Linked DNA regions of Mus musculus: regions 2 and 3 are each linked to region 1. Evidence: chromatin contacts called from public HiCAR-type and HiChIP or PLAC-seq data. All regions are on one chromosome and are shown on one strand. The core of a region is the stretch at or near the end of the contact, and the rest is flanking DNA. Distances in the headings are between cores, read along the strand shown.

Region 1 (3,139 bases), core at 578-3,077:
TTATTGGTGTAATGCTTATCTGAGTATAACAACTTCTGGGTGGAGTCTTCACATTGTTATGTAACATTAGAGTACCTTTTTATAAGAAATAAAATATGTTCTTGAAATTGCTGGTGTCTTAAAAGTGCAGTGGAGGGATTTCTCACACTAAAATCAAAGTACCTCACCATTTATTTCAAAATGAGTTTAGGGTTAGAAATAACTTTTCCTGGTAGAGATAGAAAACACACCACAATTCTTTTCTATACTCGGGTCAGAATCAAAACAAAACGGGTCTCAACCTCTATCTTATAGCTAAACATTTGCATATCGTGTCACCTGGGTGCCAAAAGGGAAGGGACATTTGAGGCGCTGGAGCTCCTTGCTATCACTTGAAGAGCCGCTTCATTTCTTCATGCCAGTGCCCTTGTATGTGATGCTAAGGATTGATTAGATAGGATGCAAAATTCATTTTATATAATCTTGAAATTAGTAATTTTGATTAGTGTTAATGGTAAGAGTACCCATTTGATTCTAAACAGAGAACAGTTTGATCAGCAGTGAACCACCATGGTCCAAAAAACAGCTAGTAATCCAGTAGAATTCGCAAGTAGACTAAGCTTCAAATTCTGCATCCTCAGGAGTGGCTTGTCTGGTTTATTCACATCCTGTTACCCACTTCTCTGGTAGGCAGTGGTTAAGTCTTTTGAATTGCAAATACATAAGTTAGTAGTCAGGAGGGTGGATGTCCACTAGAGGGAGGCCTTTGATTTTTCTCTCTTTCTTTTTTTAATTGCAGGGCTGCAGACAGCCTTGAGCAAGGTAAGCAAGTACTCCCCGAGAGTTACAACTTCAGAGCAGAATGAGGAAAGTTTTAAAATGCTTCATTGTGTTGTAGTTTGTTAGTTTTAACTTGGATATGGAGGAGGAGGGAGCAACAGCAAGAAAGTGAGAGAGCAATGGAGAGTCGGATTGAGTGAATCAGAATGTGAGGCAGGAAACGGAGAAACCTAGTGCTTGGTGTGGTGGGTGACGATAGGAAAACAGATTTTGTAGCGTCCCTGGGAGGTTTAGTAGGATATGCCTGTCCTTGAAAGGAACCTATGTCAGATGACCACCCTATAATTAAGCCTTAGAGACTGGAGATAGATGACTTCTGTGGCTGTGGACTCTGTGCCTGCTGGTCGCTTGACTATCCTTAAGTCTCACAGCCTTGAGAAGCAAACCTTCACCTTCAGACTGCAGACACCTGCTGTTCACTCCAGCCTGGCTCGCTGGGGAACAGGTCTTGGGGAGCAGCCAAACTCGGCCTGAGGGCGGAGTCGAGGCTTCAGAGTTGGTCTGGAGGTGAGGCTTCTGAGTTCAGCCTGTAGGCGGAACTAGGTGGAGCTCCACCCTGAGAGACGAGGCGGAGGAAGCGCTTCCTCCAGGAGCCGACCCGAGAAGGCGGGACTGAGGCGTTAAAGCTCCTTCCCTAGAGAACAGGGCTGAGGAGGCGGAGCCGCGCTTTTGGAGTTTCCTTTGGAGGGCGGGGCCGAGGAAGCGGAGCTGAGGCATTGGAGCTCTTCCCTAGAGGCCGGTCTGAGGAGGTGAAGTTCTGTCTCAAGGCGGGGCTGAGGCATTGGAGGCACTCGCTATCTCAAGGTCACGCCTAGGCAGCAGAGCTCGCCCACTAGAAGTGGGAGTCAGGCGTGGGTGGTTTCCACGCCCCCGTGGAGGCGGGGCTGAGACGGTGGAGCTCCGCCCTGAGGGGGGCGGGCTGAGGCCCCAGACCTGTCCCATTTGGAGGAGGAGCTGAGAATCCGGAGCCCCTCCCCTGGGGTAGGGCGGAGACTTCGGCGCTCGGGTTGGAGGCGGGGCAAACGCGTCCAGACCTCCCTGCCCGCTTGCCTTTTGACTTTAGAGGACCTCCAGGCTGTACTACGCTTTGCCGGAAGTTCTCGTAACATTTCCGGCAGAACATTTCTGGATCGGAGACCTTCCTAGAGTGTTTGTATATTTTCTGCTAGGTGGGCGGCCCAGCCAGGATGCGGAGCGGGTTTCTGAGCGGTGCCCGGCGCCTGTGGGCCCGCCGCGCCTTCAGCCGCACGCCGCCGCCTTCCGAGGAGCTCCTCGCCCGCGGCGGGCCCCTGCGGGCCTTCCTGGAGCGCCGCGTGGGCTCGGAGGCCGGTGGTCTGGACGCTGGGTACCCCCAGCTGGCCGCGGCCGCCCGACTGCTGAGCGAGAAGGAGCGGGAGCTGCGGGACACGGAGTCATTGCTGCACGGTAAGCCACCCGCTCTAGTGGGTTCGGAAGCCATCTGCGTTCCAGATCTTGTCACTAGGGTTCTGACAATCCTCCATTGGGCTCTCTAGAGCAGTCCCTGGACAAGGTGCTCTGCCAAGTTAGTCCTCTGAAGTCACTAAGGTTCTCGGTTGCTTCCTCTCCCCTCCTGGTGTAAGACCCCCGAAGCTAGGCCTCCGCTCAAGTCCCGGGATGAGCTGGCCAGCACCCCAGTGACCCGAGAGAAAACCACACCTGATGCAAACTGCAAGAGGTTTTATTATCAGCTAGCTGAGGACGGTGCCGGGCAGGGGAGTTCGACCCCAAGCAGTGGCAGTAGGGGGCTTTTAACAGCTAGCTGAGGAATTGGGAGGAGTTGGGAGGAGAGTTGGGAAGAGTTGGGAGGAGTTGGGAAGAGAGTTCTTCTCTTTTCTGTGTCCTTGGTGAAATTTACAAGGCAGGAGTGGGTAGTGAGTTCTTTCTGAATTTTTATCTCCGTGTCCTCAGCACAGGAAGGCAGGCATCTCTGGTTGTAAAGTATAGAAACAAAAAGGCTTTTTGCTGGCTATAGAGAACAAAGAGCTTCTTTCTGGCTGTATTTTTAGAGATCAGGGAAAGCAAGCTTGGGGAACGTCCAGGGGCTTTCTTTACCTTCCAGGGAGAAATGCTCTGTAAGTTGGGGTCTCACACTGGCAGCTCAGCTGCACAGGAAAGACTCGCTAGTCCCAGCAGAGGAACTAAAGCCGCAGGTGAGTGTATGGCATTGGCACACTGCAGTGCAAGAGGAGCGATGCACTGTATGGTTAGAACTCGAGACCTGGAAATTCATGTTTCCCTCGAGATTCCAAAGTGTCTGCGTTCCTAAAGCCTCCAGAGACGTCTGCCGAGTAGAACACAC
Region 2 (3,620 bases), core at 784-3,283, 260 kb after region 1:
ACCACATGCTCTTCCAGAGAACCTGGGTTTGGTCACAGTACCTATATGGCAGCTCACATCTGTCTGCATGTAACTTGAGTTCTGGGACACCCAATACCCTATTCTGGCCTCCCACTGGCATGCATATGATACACAAACATGCACACAGGCAAAGCACATAGATAAATGTTTCTAAACTTCAAGAATGAACATGAGCTTGTTTACAGAGAGGAAGGTAAATATAAATTAAACACCGCTATTTTTTTTCAGATATTATACCCCAAGAGAAGAAGAATCAGGAGAAGTAAGGATGAAGGATTATTCTTTCCCATACCACAAGTCTATAATCATTTGATTTAAAAAAAATTAGTGTACATTTTGGTAAATATTTTGAAAATATACAATTCAAAATAAAAATAACCTAGGAGCGCTGGAAGAGACAAAAAATCAATAGCCGAAGAGTCTAATTTTCTTTTTACTCTAAGGTAAAAAAAAAAAAAAATGAGGTAAAGAGAAATAATTTTTAAAATTAAGCTTCTTTAAGGATTAGTGTTACTGTATTGCTGCCTAAGATGATTTTATCTTCTATTTAACTTTTCACCACTGTTCCACATATTTGTTTTACTTTTGTTTTTATTGAAAGAACAAATAGAAATTAAGTAGAAAATACAGTTTTTACTAGGAAACCGTAAGGTGATGAGGGCAATGAGCTACACATTGAAGAGGAAAAAGCACGAGGCCTGAGGAGAAAGACTCTCAGTAAAGGGTTTGTTGGGCGATCGTGAGGACCTCTCAGTTTGGATCTTCAGCATCCACTTGAAAGCTAGGTGTGGCAGTACAGGTCTATTATCCCACAACTGGGAAATCAGAGGCAGGAGGGGAGCCCATTGACCAATCAGCCTAGCTGAAACCATAAGCTCCTCCTTCAGTGAGAGACTGTCTCAAAAATATGGGAGAAAACAAAAAAGAAAGACTGCCCACATTGTCCTCTGGCTTCTGCATGTGTGCACATACATATGCACACATGAACACACAAACACACACATTAGCATGTACTTACACAAACATGCCCACAAAGAGAATACAGTATTGTAGTTGTGGATTATAGTTAATTAGACAATTTTAACTGGGTTAATGGTAATTATGTGGTTTATTCTCTGTGAATGCTTGAAGTTTTTTTGTTTTTTGTTTTTTGTTTTTTTTTTTTTTTTTGTAAATCAGTGCACAATATCCATCTATACACCATGCTTATGTTTTGCCAGTTTTAGTAGGTTGGCTTGCATGTAACAAATAAGTGAAATTATTTCTAATATTGCTAGGAGTATCTACCCATAAACCTCTTGTGGAGTGCCAGTGAGCCTCTGCTGCTGGAGATGAATTTGAGGACGAGTTGAGGAGGACAGGCAGCAGCCACCTATAAGTAAACGCCTGGGGCCACTCAGTCATAAAGGCATCTCCTGCAAGAGGACCTAATTGAAGACTGACTGAGAGACCAAGGATTGCTGATGCAAACAATGCAGGCTAATCGGGAACTGCTGTTTAGAAGAGATACTTTCTGGGGATCCGTGGGCATGGCTTGAGGGTATCAAAGGAGCTTGCAGCAGTGTTCAGATGAGCTTGCTTGGGCATTTTTCACCTGCTCCCAGAGTCTATGTTGTTGATTCCGCCCCAGCTCATCTCCAACCCCCAAGGGCAGGTAGAGTCAGCAATGAATAGATCAAGACACAGACAACAGGCGAGTATTTATTTCAGTGTCTGTCAAATAATAGGAAACAAAAATTTTTTTTCTTTATGTCTACTGGGACCATGGTGTTCAAAATCTAAGCAAAAGCCATTTGTACTCACACCCCACAGCTCTTTTTGGTTGCTGTTTTGTCTCGTCTGCTTTAGTTTGGTTTGTGTACTGGGGAGGAGGGGTGTGAGAAATTTCACGGTGGATATGTTGTTTCTTTCCCAAATGTCCTGATATTGCTCTGTTTCATCAACTCTGTAGGCAAGGTCAACAGACGCTCTCCTCTGCTGCTTGAAAGAGAAATTAACATATGACTGAAGTTGCTGGAGGACAAGTCCTATGACCAACCTTCACCTCAGGGTGTTGGCTACAGTGTATACAGTATTCTTTGTATCCAGTCTCCAAGTAGCTTTGTGTCTGAACTGCTGGTAGACTTCACCCATAGTGTAGGTTTTAAACCTCATTCCAGCTCAGGAGACTTAGAACATGGGATGCTGACTTCGGGGGGGGGAAAAACATATCAAAATTTTTTGATAATTCAGAAGTGCTGTGTAGAAAGTGTTGCTTTTGTGAAAACATCTCAGATTTGGACAAAGACCCTCAAATTATACATCTTAAATCATAATCTACATCATAACAACTATTCATACTGTATCTTAAGTCCTCTTTATCACAGCATTTTATGTGGATTACCTCGTTCTTGCATTTGTATTCATTTATTCATATTTTAAATGACTCTTGTGGATTCCACATTCTTGAATTTGTATCAATTTACTCATAATTTAATGACTCCTTGGGAGAAAGCATTCGAAGAGCTCAGTGCATGCATAGTTTGTAAATCTTTGCGTTTCTTCCCTACAAAATAGATTGCCTTAAAATGATTCTTATCTAAATCTTCAAGCAAAATGTTAGACATAAGGATTCTTAAAACATATGTATATATGTGCATGTGATATGTGTGTCTGTGTAGGTGTATGTCTGTGCATGTGTGTGTTTATGTATCTGTTTGTCTCTATCTGTTTCTATCTGTCTGTCTCTGTCACTCTCTCTCTCTCTCTCTCTCTCTCTCTCTCTGTGTGTGTGTGTGTGTGTGTGTATTTCTGTGGGTATCTACATGAAGGTTAGAGGACAAACTGTTGGAATCAGTTCTTTATTTGTATCTTGTGGGCCCCACAGAGCAAATGTAATTCATCAGGTTTGGTAGTAAATGCTTTTCCCTGTTGTCCCAGACCTAAGCATTCCTAAGGACAATACAGACAGAGTAAGACAGGACAGCAGATACTGGAAGGAGGAAAATTAACCAAAAAATCCAGAGGAACCGGTAAGCAGATAAAGAACAACTGTGGTGGCTGTGCAGAAAGTGGCAGAAGGGACAGCAGAGGGTCACCAGGGTGACAGGGAAATTTGTTTCCAGGGATTGTCTTAAGGAAGGCATGAAGATCAGATGTTCTGCTAACTTAGCAGTTTGGAGAAAATAGAAGAAACAAAAACAGAGAGGGGTGGAGCGAAAATGCAGAAATACACGTGAACATAGCCCCATCTTTTCCTTAACACAGAGTTATTTTCTTTGTTCCCCAGACTCAGCATTGGAGGTTTGGCCCTGCTGCCTCAGTGGCTGCAGCTTTTGCCTGTGAAATGCTGTCTACAATTGATCACCTCCTTTGCCTTTCGACTGCCATCAGCTTATTTCAGCACTCATTGTCTCTCATCGAGGAACTCAAGGATATCTTTGCATCCCTCCCTTTTGGACTGAACAATGCCTCCTTCCTGGCTTGCATGTGAAGCTCTAACCCTAAAACGTCTGTACTTGGTGTCAGAGTCTTTGAAGGGATAATTAAGGACATGTGAGCTTCTAAAGATGGAGGCTATGTTAGTTATTTTTCTGATAAAACAACATGACCAGAAGCAA
Region 3 (3,606 bases), core at 101-2,600, 300 kb after region 1:
TAAAAAAGATTATGAGGCAGAGAACGAAGAGCTCAAATCTTGAATGTATATCAGTTTATAATTACAGCCTTCAGTAGGTCTGTGCAAAATGAGAAGTTTCTTTAAAGCTATTGATTCTCTTTGCCCCTTGAACTAGTTATTAACATTGCCTAGAGTTTAGCAAGCACCTCTCCCCTGGAAAGCTTTGCTCTGTGTCTGATTAATTTCTTTCTGCCTGTGTGATCTTGGCTTACAAAATGCAGCTATGTGAGGGTGTCTAACAGTTTCCCTGCTTTACGGCACATAAGGAGAAGCCACAATGTTTGTGATACCGTCCAACGCTGGGGCTCTAACTCTGACACTGTTAGCTGTGTCCTGGCCCCTCAGGACCTTAGCTACTGGGGAGATTGCATCCACAATTTTGCTTTTGAGAAGTCTCCCCCAAAGGAGTTATATGCAGCTTCAGAGGACTTCATGAAGCTGGTCCAAGGTCCTTGTGGGTTCAATGTTTATCCTATGCTGGGCTGATCTCCTGTGTAGGTCCTGGCTCTTCCTATTTTAACTCTCATGCCAGGTTTTAGGAACTAGGCCACAGTCTGACAGAACTGCCAATGAGCTGCTTCTCTGTTACACAGCAGATGGCCACAGGGTTGAAGGCACCAAGCTGGCTTGTTCCCCCCAAGCCCTGCCAAGCCATAGACTGTGAGTGTGGAGGAGGAAGGCTGCTCACTTCCTTCCCTGTGGCACAACAGTGAGATATTTATACTACAGATTTGTAATGTTAGCCTAGTCTTTATTATGCAGGGGAACGCTGGCTTTTAGTCCATGTGTACAGTCTTTGAGAATAACAATTAGTAAGCATGACTTATAATATCTACCTTTTGACTTGGGAAGATGTGAGCTACTAAATAGCATGCCTTGCTCATTCAATTTCAAACAAGATAGTACAGTAATAAATATTATTATACATTATATTATTTTATATATATTATACATATATGTTTGAGGGGAATGATCCTTTATAGCTTATGAAAGTGTCAACCCTTAATCATAGCTATGAAAATAAATTTGAGAATCTGTACTCAGAAAAGTAAAATTGTTTCTATGTTTCACAGTTTATAGGTGGCTTTCTTCCTTCCTGGGAGGCTATCTTCAGAGTTTTAATGAGAAATTGGCTTTAAGTGGCTTAGCTGTTGATTCTCGAAACCAGAGCTTCTGAGTGGAAACACTGACCGAGCCTAAGTAGCTACTAAAGAACCTGAATGTGATTATCAACAAAGCCACTTTGTAACCGGCCACTCACTGATGTGAGCCTTTAGATGTTTGATAAATATAACTATTTCCTGTTATCCAAAATAGCTCCTAATGTGGGTCAGATTATTGGTGCGGAACATAGCCACACCCTCTGCTTCAAGGACAACCAGTACTCTGCAATGCCACTTTGCTGTCCTTTATGATTTAAGAGAGAAAATGAATCCATTAAAAAACACACAAGCATTTCTTCTAACTCAATTTTCTTAAGATCTAATCAACATAGAAAATAATAACATAAAAAAGTGATAAATCTCCCATCCCCACCACAACATGGCTAGATGCAAAGACAGGTGAATATATTTTGTTGAATATTGTCTCTAATGTTTATATGTAAAATTAATTTATGGTATGAATCCTACTTTATAGTCTGGGCATTTGTAGAAAGCTACACTTATACACAACTTCATGCATCCATAAATATAAATTTATATTATCATTAAGTAACTGAATATTGAATAGCATTCCATCTTATAATGTAATCCTTTTGTTTTGATTTCAACTGTGTTCACTATGATAAACAAACCTGGCCATCTTTTAACATATTTTCTTTCTGATTTAAATTTTTCTTTAAGAAATATATTTTTATACTTTTTTGAGAATTTGTTTTTTAATCACATGTCTCAACATTATTTCTCATCATCAGCCCCAGTCTTGTTGTCAGTCCCCTTTCCCTCCGTTATCTATAAAGTGCACTCATCTCATGCTTAAGGTCGAAATCCAGATCAGCGAGCTTCAATTTCTTTAATGAAATTGGGATTCTATCTACCTATATTTTTTTCTCTTCATGGGACTGACCCCTGTCACCACTCTCAACTGCTATTCTCTAGAAACAGGCATCAAAAGCTCATCTTCTTTATACTGTAGGCAGGTAACTCTCTGGTGAGTTTCTACCGAGATTCCTACTTTCAGCAGGAATGGCTTTACCTATCTTGAAGTGCATCATTAGCACATACCCTGTCCTCATTTGCTGAGCAAGACTTCCTCACTACAGACAATGGCAAAGCAATGGTATTATTCTTGTTTCCACGTATCTGGGGTGTCATCTGAGATTTGGAAGGTGATCTGTCTCCCCAAATTATCCAACTTTAACCCTTCAGCAATAAGACAACGTAATATATGGGAAGAGTCAACAGGATCTATGCATATGTGAACTCATAGAGACTGAGGCAGCAGGCACAGGGCCTACTGGTTCAGTCTAGACCAGATGGGGCCCCAGAGCTGAAAACAGAAATAGACAGATGCCTTTATCCCTAATCCAGAAGCAATTTCTGATTGATAACCACTTGCAAATGAAAATTTAGTTTCTTCCAAGAAAGTCTTACTGGGGAAACAAACTACTCTTCATGATAGGCCACATGCTCAGCAGTAGATGGCCAACAGAAAGTAAACACTATGGCATTTTTAGAGATCCCTTGTCTCATAATGAGAGGGCTCTTCCAGTTTTTCTTCTTTAAAAATATTTATCATAGCCGGGCATGGTGGTGCATGCCATTAATCCCAGCACTCAGGAGGCAGAGGCAGGCGGATTTCTGAGTTTGAGGCCAGCCTGGTCTACAAAGTGAGTTCCAGGACAGCCAGGGCTATACAGAGAAACCCTGTCTCGAAAAACAAAACAAAACAAAAAATGTTTTATCATATGTTTATATATAAAATCATATTTTATATTAATAAAATATATAATAGTGGAATATATATATAATATACATATATATTCTACTTTCGTTTTACCCTTAAGGTTCTTTGTATATGTATTATGGCTTCAAGTCTAGTGTCTTGATGGGTCCAGTGTGTACCAACGAGTGGGTCTCTGTCTCTTGTACCTTCTCTTGGGGTTTTTCCTTCTGTTTGTTTTGTCCAATTCTGATGTGTTTACTTGTATTTGTGTCTTCTTCTTTTATTATATTTTATTATTATCCCATTGAAGCCTATTTATTTTCTAATAAGAGACAGAAAGGGGGTGGATCCAGATGGGAGGGGACAGAGGAGGAGCTGGGAGGGTTATATGGGGGGAAACCATAGTCAGGATGTATTACATGAGGGAAATAAAACCGATTTTCAATAGAAGAAAAAATATGTGGGAAGACTCACAGCATGATTTCCTCCAAGAAAAGATGAGAGGGGGAGGAGAGATGGCTCCACAGTTAATTAAGAGTACTGACTTACTCTTCCAGAGAATCTAAGTTCAATTCCCACCAGAGGTGGTTCACAGCCATCTGTAATTCAAGTCAGAGGAGATCCAAGCCTCTCCTCCGGCCTCCCTGGATACCAGGGAGTGAGTGGTACACAGACATATATACAGGCAAAGCACTCGTA

Evidence for each region. HiCAR-type assays count read pairs that join an accessible place to other places. HiChIP or PLAC-seq counts read pairs in DNA pulled down with a chosen protein or histone mark.
Region 2: a contact with region 1 is called in a HiCAR-type map of embryonic stem cells, with 2.7 times the contacts expected there. The contact joins the enhancer-like site here to the promoter of Mtrf1l in region 1. A contact is called at or near these places in 10 of 39 promoter capture datasets (the C10 cell line, the HPC-7 cell line, HPC-7-derived erythroid cells and 7 more), 9 of 115 datasets of contacts at active chromatin or transcription factors (bone marrow-derived macrophages, embryonic stem cells, epiblast stem cells and 1 more) and 2 of 9 other capture datasets (adipose tissue and liver).
Region 3: a contact with region 1 is called in an H3K4me3 HiChIP or PLAC-seq map of the 230-238 cell line, with 11 read pairs. The contact joins the enhancer-like site here to the promoter of Mtrf1l in region 1. A contact is called at or near these places in 3 of 39 promoter capture datasets (the C10 cell line and pre-B cells), 3 of 115 datasets of contacts at active chromatin or transcription factors (the 230-238 cell line and pancreatic cancer cells) and 1 of 9 other capture datasets (adipose tissue).

What each region holds. Positions count from the first base shown.
Region 1 is chr10:5,822,631-5,825,769 of GRCm38.p6, reverse strand. Mtrf1l (mitochondrial translational release factor 1-like) reads left to right here and starts at 1,827. Exons shown (of 7, transcript NM_175374.3): 1 at 1,827-2,244. The coding sequence starts at 2,007. It overlaps Rgs17 (regulator of G-protein signaling 17), which reads left to right. Exons shown (of 5, transcript NM_019958.4): 5 at 1-107.
Region 2 is chr10:5,559,139-5,562,758 of GRCm38.p6, reverse strand. No RefSeq gene overlaps it. Among named protein-coding and RNA genes, the nearest start is that of Myct1, 33 kb to the left of the region's middle. Within about 2 kb of position 2,033, at least 7 of the 459 cell types and tissues checked have an H3K27ac peak or open chromatin away from gene starts, as enhancers often do. A contact at or near this core is called in embryonic stem cells, where this site is marked.
Region 3 is chr10:5,525,520-5,529,125 of GRCm38.p6, reverse strand. It overlaps a transcript of Syne1 not described here. Among named protein-coding and RNA genes, the nearest start is that of Gm51758, 12 kb to the right of the region's middle. Within about 2 kb of position 1,350, at least 31 of the 459 cell types and tissues checked have an H3K27ac peak or open chromatin away from gene starts, as enhancers often do. A contact at or near this core is called in the 230-238 cell line, where this site is marked.